Linked DNA regions of Mus musculus: all the other regions are linked to region 2. The links are chromatin contacts, called in public promoter capture Hi-C maps. All regions are on one chromosome and are shown on one strand. Each heading gives the region's core, a stretch centred on a gene start, on an enhancer-like site or on the middle of the called end of the contact. The rest is flanking DNA. Distances are from core to core; before and after follow the strand shown. Region 1 holds the start of Ccdc77 (coiled-coil domain containing 77). Region 2 holds the start of Hdhd5 (haloacid dehalogenase like hydrolase domain containing 5). Region 3 holds the start of Slc25a18 (solute carrier family 25 (mitochondrial carrier), member 18).

The links. Promoter capture Hi-C pulls out the DNA fragments that hold promoters and counts their contacts.
Region 1: a promoter capture Hi-C map of pre-B cells shows a contact between it and region 2, with 6 times the contacts expected there. The contact joins the promoter of Ccdc77 here to the promoter of Hdhd5 in region 2. A contact is called at or near these places in 15 of 39 promoter capture datasets (the 3T3-L1 cell line, 3T3-L1-derived adipocytes, the C10 cell line and 9 more), 7 of 484 Hi-C or Micro-C datasets (CD4 T cells, CD8 T cells, the N1E-115 cell line and 2 more), 3 of 115 datasets of contacts at active chromatin or transcription factors (effector CD8 T cells, memory CD8 T cells and pancreatic cancer cells) and 3 of 9 other capture datasets (adipose tissue, liver and pancreatic islet).
Region 3: a promoter capture Hi-C map of neural stem cells shows a contact between it and region 2. The contact joins the promoter of Slc25a18 here to the promoter of Hdhd5 in region 2. A contact is called at or near these places in 19 of 39 promoter capture datasets (the 3T3-L1 cell line, 3T3-L1-derived adipocytes, the C10 cell line and 12 more), 5 of 15 datasets of contacts at CTCF or cohesin (embryonic stem cells, large pre-B cells, pro-B cells and 1 more), 10 of 484 Hi-C or Micro-C datasets (embryonic stem cells, extraembryonic endoderm stem cells, palatal mesenchyme and 2 more), 21 of 115 datasets of contacts at active chromatin or transcription factors (astrocytes, cardiomyocytes, differentiating embryonic stem cells and 12 more) and 5 of 9 other capture datasets (adipose tissue, embryonic stem cells, liver and 2 more).

What each region holds. Positions count from the first base shown.
Region 1 is chr6:120,355,584-120,359,858 of GRCm38.p6, forward strand. Ccdc77 (coiled-coil domain containing 77) reads right to left here and starts at 1,784. Exons shown (of 12, transcript NM_001381936.1): 1 at 1,744-1,784.
Region 2 is chr6:120,528,932-120,532,734 of GRCm38.p6, forward strand. Hdhd5 (haloacid dehalogenase like hydrolase domain containing 5) reads right to left here and starts at 2,368. Exons shown (of 8, transcript NM_144815.2): 1 at 2,236-2,368. The coding sequence starts at 2,361.
Region 3 is chr6:120,771,183-120,775,449 of GRCm38.p6, forward strand. It overlaps Slc25a18 (solute carrier family 25 (mitochondrial carrier), member 18), which reads left to right and starts at 2,586. Exons shown (of 10, transcript NM_001081048.2): 1 at 2,586-2,602. Cecr2 (CECR2, histone acetyl-lysine reader) reads left to right here. Exons shown (of 19, transcript NM_001368706.1): 19 at 1-9.

The DNA of each region.
Region 1 (4,275 bases), core at 534-3,033, 170 kb before region 2:
TAGGAGGGTCAGCCTCAAGTTGTCACCTCAACCTGCTGAGTCCTCTTATACCATTTTTATACTGTTGGCTCTAATAATTTTAAAAATATGATTATTTTATGTGTATGGGTGTTTTCCCTGCATGTGTGTCTGTGCACTAGATGCATGTTTACTGTGAGCTGCCATGTGGGTGCTGGGAATCAAACCCAGGTCCCTTGGAAGAGCTGCCTGTGTTCTCAAACACTTGAACCGTCCCTCTAGCCCCTGTCTAATGATTTAAGGGAAAGGTTAGGCCATACTTTTCTAGATTCTCATATCCAGCCTGAGTTCCAGGACAACCAGCATTATATAGTGATAGATACCTTGTTCCAAAAAAAACAAAACAAACAAACAAACAAAACAAAACAAAAAAATCACAAGCTGACAAGTGGCTACTTACAGACACGAACATTAAATAAAGCCTAGAATTCAGAACTTTCTATTTTAGAGCCTAACCTCTCTTCCCTGACTTATTTTTATCTCTTTCCCCAGATATACCCTGTTTTTATAAAATGTTTTTTTTGTTTGTTTTTTTGGACAGGATCTCACTACGGCTGGCTTGGAACTATGTAAACCAGGCTGGTCTAAAACTTACAGAGATTGCCTGCCTCTGGCTCCCGAGCACTGGGATTAAAAGCTTATACACCACGCCAGAGGCACATAATGTTCTTGGTTCTATGCCTTTGCTCATGAGCTTCCTGGCAGTTCAATTATAACTCCTTCCACAACTCTAGTAAATTCACTTAATCAAGTGTATTCTGCATGTAAAATTCATCTTAAATACTATTTCTTCCATCTCTTTCTTGAGTTTTTCCATTCAAGACGATCTAGAAAGCCAATTGTAGTGGCATCTGTCATTAAAAGCTAGCACTGGGAAGATCACCCAACATTGAGGGCAGCCTAGGGTACAGAGTTGAATTCCAGGCAAGCCCGGAACAGAGCAAGGTCTTGTCTCAAATAAACAACAGAAAAACCATAAACTGATTGTGTACTTGTACTCCCAACACTCAGAAGACCGAGACAAGAGTATAATGCCAAGAGTTTGAGACCAGTCTGGTACATATAGTGAACTGCAAGCCCACGTGGGCTGCAGAGTAAGATTCCCGAATCAAAAAACAAAAACGAATAATTAAAAAAATTTAAAAGCTTTTTTTCCCCCCTCACTGATAAATGCCTGTATTTGCAGTTTTACTATGATAACCTATCTTCCAGGCAGACAGAAGCCATCTTAATCCTACCTTGCAAGGCAGGAATGCCTCTATTTATATAAAAGGTGATGGGTTTCTGTTTTGTAGGTGTAAGAGATCGAATTGAGGGCACAGGCGTGCTAAGCAAACACTCTACATATTGGCCACAACCCCGTCCCTAAAAAGTCGTATTTACCCGCATAACCACTTTCTGAAGTATTTTTATTATCCCTTATTTTTCAAACGAGGAAATCGAAGCTTAAGCAAGTGGGAGGAAGACGGAGACGGAACTCCGTCCATCTCAGGACGTCTGGATCCTGTTCTCTGGCAAGTTCATACAGTTCTTGAGCAGATCTTTGCTCAGTCATTCTTAAAGCTCTCCGCGTCCCGGAAACTTCTCTTTTTACAGACAATCTTTCCTTGACTGGCCCTAGGTTTAGTCTCCTGTAGCTCCCTTCCGCACTGATTACTAAGGCTTTTATCCCACCATATTTACTCCCCAAAAAACTTTCACCCTTTCCCTGAAATCCACACTCACCAAGTGCTAACCCCTGGCGTCCAACAACGCAACCGAAAAACAACTCAAATCAGCGAGCATCTACAAAATCCTACCAATCGCTCACGAGCTCAGGCGGCCTTTTAGGTTGCACACCAATAGGACGGTTGTTCACCCAGCAGTACTTCCCATCTTGCCTTGCGCCTCACCGGCAGAGGTTCCTGGGAAGTGTAGTTTCTCTTCTGCACACAGCATTGCGCAAAGACAGAATGCGTGTGGAGGGGGGAGGTAAGTATCCCTTGGCTGTTAGAACTCGTTTTGACAACTCAGTCTAAACTCACTTAACTATTTTCCTTTAATGAAACCTGTTGCATAAATGACATACATAATCACGAGAACTCCTCGGAGAGTTTAGTACACATTATCATTTGTTTCGAGTGAGCCTTTAGTTTGTTTCAAGTGAGCCTAAGAAACGTTCTACAAATCCTACGGAGTTGTAAAAGCCTGTAATCCCAATTCCTGAGAAGGGACATAAAAAGGATCAGGAGTTTGAGGGGAGGGGAGGGGAGGGGAGGGGAGGGGAGGGGAGGGGAGGGGAGGGGAGGGGAGGAGAGGAGAGGAGAGGAGAGGAGGAGACAGAGTTTTCTATGCCTTAGCTTAGATGTAATTAAAGAGGGATGGTTGTGAGCCACCATATGGGTGTGAGGAACCAAACCAGGACTCACTATGTATCCAGTTTAGCTTGGATCTTGCTGTGTAGAAGCCTCAGAGATCCTCCTGCATCTACCCTCAAATTCTGGGACTCAGGCATAAGCCCAGTGTATGGGAGGCAGGGGCAGCCAGCTGGGTCTACACAGCAAGTTCTAGGGCAGAACTACACCCTTAAACAAACAACAAACAAAACAAACACACAGAGAGGTATTATAGCTCATCACCTCTGACTCCAAACACATTTTAATGGCTCTTTGCTTGTTTGCTCAGTCATTGGATTCACCCTGCGACTGAACTAAGGCTTCAGGAATCATGGTCCTGCCGGGCGTGGTGGCACATGCCTTTAATCCCAGCACTCGGGAGGCAGAGGCAGGCCTCAGATTTCTGAGTTCGAGGCCAGCCTGGTCTACAAAGTGAGTTCCAGGATAGCCAGGGCTATACAGAGAAACCCTGTCTCAACAAAACAAAACAAAACAAAACAAAACAAAACAAAACAAAACCAAAAAAGGAATCATGGTTACTTAATGGTAAACAAGTATTCTACCACTGAACTATACTTCTCACCCAAGCCTGACTCCAAGAATTTCCCAGGGACTAACCAAAATAGAATAACAAAGAAGGAAAAACTATAAACTTTCTCTTTATCCTTTCCTATGACATGAATAGGAAAACCAATGATATTTGAAATATCATATTGAAAAAATTGTGTACACTTATCAGTGAGCCACTGAAGTTGACATAGGCATAAAAGCTTCAATTTTCAAGCTTTCCAAATTTTAAAGTAATGCTACTATGCATTGCAGAATTGATCCTTTCTTGTGTAACTTCCTTTTATATATCCTCTTTTGTTGCTGAGACAGGGTTCCCCAACTAGTGTTGGGTTTAGAGGCATGAGCCACCACCCTCAGCTCTTCATATATCCTCCTGATGTTTAAATGAGACTGACTAGACATAACATTTGAATATGTAATCCCTTGACTGGAGACAAGTCCCAGTCTTTTGACCTCCTATTGTGGGCAGTAGGCACATACATACCTGCAGACAAAACACTCATGAAGTAAATCTAAAATTTTAATATTATGGTATAAATTATAGCATAAATACTATTTTTAAAAGCATGGTTCAGCCGGGTGTGGTGGCGCACGCCTTTGATCCCAGCACTCGGGAGGCAGAGGCAGGCGGATTTCTGAGTTCAAGGCCAGCCTGGTCTACAGTGTGAGTTCCAGGACAGCCAGGGCTACACAGAGAAACCCTGTCTCGAAAAAACCAAAAAAAAAAAAAAAAAAAAAAAAAAAAAAGCATGGTTCATTCCTTCCTATATATTTCCAATTTTTAGAGGAATCTATTATATATATATACACACACACACACACATACACACATTGTTGCTGACTTCAGACACACCAGAAGAGTGCATTGGATCCCATTACAGATGGTTGTGAGTCACCATGTGGTTGCTGGGAATTGGACCTCTGGAAGAACAGCCAGTGCTCTTAACCACTGAGCCATCTCTCCAGCCCCACATTTCCAATTTTTAAAAAGAGTGCTGCAGACCCTCTGGGTCCCTTTGTCTGTGTGGAACGAGTCTCTAGTTGCAGATGGACAAGGAGTCGGCAAATGAATGACAGACAGACACAACACCAGAATCTGAATGTCATCTGTCAAATTGAGCATCAAACTTTTTTTTTTATAAATCTTTTATTATTATTTATTTATTATATGTAAGTACACTGTAGTGTGTCTTCAGACACTCCAGAAGAGAGCATCAGATTTCGTTACGGATGGTTGTGAGCCACCATGTGGTTGCTGGGATTTTAACTCAGGACCTTTGGAAGAGCAGTTGGCGCTCTTAACCACTGAGCC
Region 2 (3,803 bases), core at 1,118-3,617:
CTTCCCACTCCCCTTATACACAGTCTCCCAGGCTTAGCCCATGGGCCAAGTTGAAGGTGGGCAGGAAAACTGGAAAAAAGGAGATACCAACTCAAATCAGTATGGCTGTCACTTCTAGCTGGGCGGCGGTGGTGCACACCTTTAGTCCCAGCACTTGGGAGGCAGAGGCAGGCGGATTTCTGAGTTTAAGGCCAGCCTGGTCTACAAAGTGAGTTCCAAGACAGCCAGGGCCATACAGAGAAACCCTGTCTTGAAAACAAAACAAAACAAAAAAAAAAAAAAAAAAAAAAAAACCACCTGTCGCTTCTAACCACCAGGAAATAGCAGCCAGCGACACTTAGCAAGTCTCTCACGCTTACAGGAAATACAGAGTCAAAAGTCTCCAAGGCTGATCCCACTGCACCTCAGCTCAGGAGAGTACACTGGGCTCCAGGCCAAGCGCAGAACAAATGTATCTTTCTTTATTCTACCAAACTTTGAGGAGGGATCTCTCTCCAAATGTCCTGTTATCTAGCAAAACTGTATCCCTCCCCACCAAAAAAATCAGCTACAAAGAAGTGACCAGTTATTTACCTAACTTGTATGATGCCTGGGTTCTTTTCTCAGCTCCTTCCCCCCATCAAAGAACCAACTCCTGAGAGAGTAATGAGTCAAAGGCTTCTTTCTCTGCTGCTTTTACAAGCGCTGGGTCCAGAATTCCAATTCAAACTGAGCTAGCAGCCAAGCTGGGGCCCTTTTCATCACTCCTTGGGCTGTTCTGGAATTAAGTGAGGATTCTGGGAGGGGCTGAGGTCTCCATCTGGCCACACCGCTCACATCCCCTGCTTCAGCTTCTGGCGAGTTCAGGTCCACCCCTTGTAATCAGTCTATTTCCTCTAATCGGCATATCTCATTCATACTCAGTGCTCTCTCAGGATTCCTGCAGCCCTTCCCTCAAAAACTCAAAAAATTCCTAGGACTCATGGGTAAATTTCAGAGGGCCCATAGAAGCCCTTACTTTTTTTTTCAGAGTTTTGGTCTGATTTTCTCATCTTACTCTTCCCACAGAGAATCAGCATACAGGTCTGAAAAGCTAAGAGGGTAGGATTTCTCTATAAACACCATGCTTAGACCCCTCTAGGGGTTCAGTAATGGCTGTTGTGTGACCCCAAGGATAGCTGGGACGCACTTCCCTTGAGATAGCAGTTCAATTTCATTTCTGTCCCATTGTGAATCCAAGCAACACTGCTCTGGATCCCTGAAAGCGGGCCTAGTGGCACATGCCTGAAAACCAGCACCTAGGAAGCAGAGGCAGGTGGATGGGTCAGCAAGGACTTTTGGCTAGCCTGGTCTACAGGTCAGTTAGGGAACGTATTGTGGCTTCTCACACAAACACACAACAAATCTATTCACTTATAATTTCAAAATAAGTCGAGAGAAGTGTGTTAGGCATGGTAATAGCACTGTGGTTCAGTGTAAAACGCCTCTTTTAAAGCTTCCCACACAGTTTAGGGTTTAAATAATAAAAACTCCAGGATTTAAAGTATTACAGCCATAAAGCGGGAGAGAGAAGCAGGTGCGCCAAAACGAAGTGATTAGTTGTTTGAAAAATAAAAATATGGAATTCATACTCTCTCATAATTTTTGGAAACTCACATTAAAAAAAAAAAAAATCAAAGCCCAGCAAGAAGGCTAAGCTGTTAAAAGTTTGTTGAACAAGGCTGAAGATGAGTTCCACATAACACACACTGGAAGGTGAGAACCCCAAAGTTGTTCTCTAACCTGCCTACTACTCCTTTCTCTCTCCCTCTCCCTCTGTCTCACATACACACAACACATGATGATGATGATGATGATGATGATGATGATGATGATGATAACAGTTCCTTTGCCTTGATGGCTGCACACCTGAGCCGTACAGTTTACTGGCCATATTCAAACAGTTACCTTTTTAGAAATAAGAATCCGCGAACCCTTACTTCGAGCAGAAGTGGAAACGAATTAACTGCTGAGGCACATTCCTGACGCGCGGGAAGGAGCTGCGAACCCACCCGAGGCTGACCTGGGGTTGGTTTTTCTCCGGACAAGGACTCTTCCAGCGGGTGGAAGGTGCGCACCCGGACACCGCTTCGGGAAGGACGAAGGGTTCCGCGGCTCCACGGTCTCCGGGAGGGCGGCCCCAGGCCAGGATGCTCAGTGGCCCGCACGGCCCTCCCGCCCGCAGGCCCTGCGAGTGCAGACCCCATGCGTCCTCACCTCAGCGCTGCCCGCGATGTAGCCCCTCCGGGGCCCGCAGCCCTGGAGCCCCGCAGACAGGCGCACAGGCAGTTTCCACAGATGGCGCCCGGCGCCGAGAACCCCTAACCCGGCGAGCGCAGCCATCGCGCCCGTCGCGCGCACGCGCAGACTGTGTGTCTCTCCCACTCTCGAGCCCGGTGCCCCCTTCCCACGCACAGCCGAGCAACCAATCAGCGGCCGCCCGCGCAGGGCCTCTCGGGGGTTGTAGTCCGACCGTGGAGCTCGGGCTCGGGTTGCGAGTTCGGAGCGGAGAGCGCGTTCCTGACACTGAATGGCGAGGCTCTGGGTCCCTCGCTTCCCCGAGAGGAGACTTGGGGTCAGCGAGTATCGACTCGCGGCCACCCGTGCTGGGAGGACAGACACCTGACCAATCAGTGCACCTGCTGACTTCCGGGAGCGTGTTCCTCGGCACTTTTTGGAGCTGGGGTGACCGTGTGGAACAAGGCAGCCTAACCTTGAATTGGGGAAGAAGACCATTGTTTTGAGACCTAAATCCTCTGAGCCTCATCCAAAGAATGTTGAATGGCGTGCTGCTTCTTACTCTTTAAAATCTTTTACTCAGTAAACATGCGCGGCAGTCCTACTTCCTGCGGGCTCTGACCCAAAATCCGGGAAGGAAAGATCTCCTTGATTCACACTTGGTAGGGAGGCTGGGATCAGTGTACGAAACAAGGTAAAAAAAAAAAAAAAGAGCACTGTCCCGAGAAGTCAGATAATGGATTCAACAAACATGTAATGTGTACAGCTAAGCACTCTGAGGAGAGAATACGCTTAGGTCAGTGAGCAAGGACAGTGGAAGTCAGTCTGGTCATCCTGACATAGGAGCCTGCTGCAGAAAGAACTCTCTCTTCGCTTTGTTTGAAAGGTGTGAGATGCTCTCTTCCTTAGTCTTTGACCTGTTCCTGGATATAATCATGCCAAAAAAAGTAGTGAGTCGAAGAGAATGGGTTGGAGGGTCAGGAATGCACAAGGACTCCGCGCTAACTCACTTCCGTTGTGTCCATTGCTTCTCAGCTTTGAGGACTAAGATCATAAATCAGAGTAACTGCTGTTGATGAAAAATTGGAAGATGTATTGCCGTTAGTCAAACCCACCATAGCACACAGCACCTAAGCCCAGTCAGGGGATACCCTGTCCAGGTTTGGTTTTTGTTTTGTTTTGTTTTGTTTTGTTTTAACCTCTTCCCGCTTTTCAAATAAGAAACTAATTTAGGAATAGGTGAGGTGGTGGCTCATACCTATTATCCTAGCGCTCCAGAGGCTTGCAGAAGGATCACCCCAAGACATTATCTAGATGATGATGATGATGATGATATAAAGAAACCAATTTAGCAGCCTGAGGGTTTTAAATGTACCCACACTTGTTCTAGTGACAGCCTCCCCTGTGAAAACACATATTTTACCCCTCACCAGATCTTCAGAGCTCAGTCTTCACTCCATCCTGCACTAAGTCTGGATACAACTGGTAATAGGGAGGGTCCCTCTGAAAGCAACAGGATACGTGCATAAAAACATATCTGAGAGAGA
Region 3 (4,267 bases), core at 1,336-3,835, 240 kb after region 2:
TTAAATTAGTAAGGCTTTCGTGTATGTGCCTGGTGTGTGTTCATGTGTCACTTTTATCATCAGGTCAGACTCCTATTTCAACAGTGCCCACCACCTTAAAGGATTCATCTTCATCTCACTTAGATGCCAAGAATCTTCACAGTGGTACAGTCTTAACTATGGCCAGGGCAAAACCCATCACAGCTAGTCTGTGGTACCCACCTGGGACCTTTATCCTCATCCCAGCTACAATGCATGGCTGGTTGCAGGTATCTTCCCAAAAGTGATGGCCATGTTTGGCATTGACTGCTCTCCTTGCAGAGCCTTTGGTGAGCAGTCAGTTGACAGAGACCATAGATAACCTGTAGCTTGTAGTCATCCAAGTTACAGATATCCAGAAGAGGGAGCTGCAAGCCCAATGAAGCTTAGGCTAACCCAATTGTTTTTAGTTCTAGTTCCTGGGAAATGTTTTGATTAGGTAGGTTATGTAATCAACCGTGGTCTTAGACCAAACTACCTAGCTGCTTTTATTATTACACTTTTAAGTAGTCCTCATTCCATAATAATTCAGCCATACATGTGCCTACCCACAATCTCTGGACTCTGAAGACTGCAGGTCAGTTAGTAGCTGGTGGCCAGCTAATGCAACAAGGACTTGTCTCTTTTCCTTCACATGGGTTCTGGGGCTCAAACTCAGATTGGTGGGCTTAAAAAGGTAAACATTTTCATCTGCTGAGCCATCTCTCCAGCTCAAGGCCTCTTCAAAACATACAAAAGTAAAACAACCCAGTCCTGAGAACGTTACACAATAGAAAAGGGCATTTCTTCTATAAAATACGCTGTGTCACTTTATTTTCTAGTGTGGTTGCATGTCTATGTAATTTCTGGAACAAAGTAAGCTTTAGGATGAACACTTTTAGGAAACCTAGGTGTGTACTATGCTGGTCACATTGTTCTCTCTGATGGTGGTGGTTTCTGTTTGCCTGGAGTGGGATGGCAAGTCACTGGCTGCCAGCCCCATGCACCAGCCTCTCAGAAACCCAGCCCAGTTGCATCATGCCTTAGGCATCCAGACAGCTGCTTCCTTGTGCACCCTACTGTCCCTTAGAAAATAGAAACTTGGGAGCCTAACTTATTCTCCACCCAAAACCCCCATATTACATAATTCCTCAACAGGGAAAGCCAGATTACTAAGAATTTAGCTGTGGGCCTGGAGGAATGGCTCAGTGTTAAAAGTACTTGCTTCTCCCAGTACCCACAGAGCAACTCACAACTGCTTGCAATTCCAGTTCCAAGAGATCCAGTGCTCAGTTCTGACTTCCATTGTGCATATAAGATACAGGCAGTCATTTACATGTACAATCCTGTATGTCAATTAAAAATAGATCTACTGTAAACAAAATAGAACTTAATTCTTAGAACTTGATGTAGATCAATTGATAAGAGTGTCTGCGGCCGGTGTGGTGGCGCACACCTTTGATCCCAGCACTCGGGAAGCAGAGGCAGGTGGATTTCTGAGTTCGAGGCCAGCCTGGTCTACAGAGTGAGTTCCAGGACAGCCAGGGCTATACAGAGAAACCATGTCTCAAAAAACAAACAAAAAAGAGTGTCTATACTGTGTGTGAGGCCTCAAGTTCCAACTTCCAACTCCAGATGAAGCTGGGTGTGTGTCAGAGAGGCAGGAAGCTCAAAATCAAGTCCTCTTGTATACATAGCTTACAGCTTAGGATACACAAGATCCTATCTCAAAAGAAAGTGTCTATTCTACACAAATCATTTTGACGAAACAATGCTAAATCCTGTATACAACAAAAAATACTATCTTCTACTACTAGTGAGCTTGATTTTAAAACTTGTTTGTGCAGTATTGTTCTGATCTCTCCCTGAAAATATTAATAACGGAGAAATACCTAGCTGGAGTCTTCTGGAAGGGGAATGGCTTATGATCTGTGGCTATTATGTACATGGTGTCTTTGGCTGTGGCTCTTTTCTCCTGGGTGGCTGTAAATCCTTCCAGCTCGGCCAGGAGTGGCAAAGCTCTGAGCACCGATGCTGCTGCCTGTCAGGGCAGACTTCCCTGTCCTCACCCCCCACTTCGCTCTGGTAGCTTGGCCTTGTTGATCTGTTGCCCTGGATTCAGTTCCTTGAGCTTTTGAAAGGACAGTGTTTGTGCATTTGTTTCTGTCTCCTTTGTGCTTACAAGGCTCACTCCTCTAGTTTCCTGAGGCAGTTTTAGCAAAAGCTTTCAGTGCACAGTGAAGTGCTGTAGCAGCCAAGAAGGCAGCTGGGAAATGCCCAGATTGAGCTATTGTATCCTGGAGTCCCTGCCCCCGTGCCTCCATGACACGAATTTTAATGCAGGTGCCTTGAGACCATTTGAGGAGTGGAAAACCACAACTTGCTCATCCTGTGGGCTCATTTCTGACCACATAGGACCATTCACCCTGGTCTGGCTGAGCAGAGGTTTTGAAGCAGTGAAGCCAGCTCCTCAGATTGTATCACGAGTTTTAACTCTAGGGAAGAGTTAAGTCTTTATAGGAAGGAAGGCAAAGACAAGATCCAGCACAGCCGGGCCTGGAGTATACCAAACACAGATGTGGAGTGACCCCTAAACGCCTTGTCCGTAAGTACAGTTGCCCTTGCTGTCCTTAGGGATCGGTTCCAGAATTCCCAGTGCTAAGTCCCAGTGCTTAAGTCCCCATGTAACTTGGTATTTGCATACCATCTATGCACATGGCCCTGTATATTGTTGTCTCTTTTAAAAACCCCATGTATAGAGCTGTCACGCTGTACTGTTGAGCACTGACGAGAGAAAATGTCTGTGCATACTCAGCACAGAATCCCCACTCCCGCAGTTTGCTGCATCCACTTGAGGCCCAGCAGACTGATGAGCAGCATCTGCCTGGCACTTTGCCTGCTCCTTCAGAATACAGAGGAAAGACTACTGTCCTTTCCTCAGTTAGTAAAGGGGGACACATTGAAGGAAACCAGCCTACAGCAACCAAAGTGCTGGAAGGGATGGTGCTTAGCCAGAGGTGAAGAGGGTGAAGTCTGGTTTGTTACTCATTGCAGCAGGGTGGTTCTTGGTGTGTTCACACCATTTGGCCTGGACAGACATCAGTGCACAGGTTAAGTCTGACCTGGTATCTGTCAGACAGTAACCTACGTTATGAACAAACATCACCTAGAACCTGGTTTAAATGTAGGTTCTGTGCCTTCCTCCTCCTGCCTGATCAGCCCATGAAGTGCCCAGCCCCCTGATGTGAGACACCCTCTTTGATGATGCATCACAGACCATAAGAGCACCCCCATAGTGGAAGGACCTGGCATCAAATCTAGGGCTTTACACCTTTCTGATCTGAGCTGAATTTTACCTTCATACCTAGCGGATATATCTATCTCCACTAACGTCTCCTGAAGAACTATGGAAGGCAGCTTATGTTGCTGACTAAATGGTAACAGATGTCCTCTCATCTATACTTGGGAAGAAATAGCAAAGCTGACGAACTCCCTTACTGTCCACCCTGACTTAGGCCACCTGCTGTCTTCCTTTCATTGGTCTCAGTCCAGTTCAGTTTCCCATTTTCTCTGCACCTCAAAGTTTTCAAACTGTGGCCCTAATATCAAAACTGTAGTCCTTTGCTATCTAACAGCCTACTAATAATACATGATAGTCCCTCAGCTGCTGCAACATTTTAGTTAACAAGCTCCTGCCAGACTGCCTCTTACTGGTTTCCTGGGCTACACAAAACCTGCCTTAAAGAGATTGGTTTTCATGATGCACTCAAGATTGAAAGCCAGCCAGAAAGTTGGAAAGCTTGACTGTGTACCTGTGTCATTAGGGTATCCCGGTAACATAAGACTTGGTCATTGGGCCTGGGGGGTTGGAAATACTGCCTTCCTAGCTGACTTGGGATCTTGCAGGGCCACTCTGGAAGCAAGTAGACCTTTGATCCTGCCTGGAAATTTGCTTAAAGAGAGTTCAGGTGCATCTCTTAACTTTGCTGTACTTTTCCAGACCCATCACCCTTCTTTCTCTCTGCCTGTAACCGAACCAAAGCCAACCAAAGCTGAAGCTGCCTGCTCCCCTGATCTTCCTCTCCTGTGGGTCCTTCCTAGCTGGTGATGTCACCCCGGCTTTTTTTTTTTTTTTTCTTGTTTGATTTGGTTTGGGTTTTTCATTTGAGACACTCATGAAGCCCAAGCAGGTCCAAAATTTGCTTTCTAGCCAAATACATTCTTGATTTCCTGCTTTTCCTTTCTCTACTTCCTGATTGCCACCCTGTGC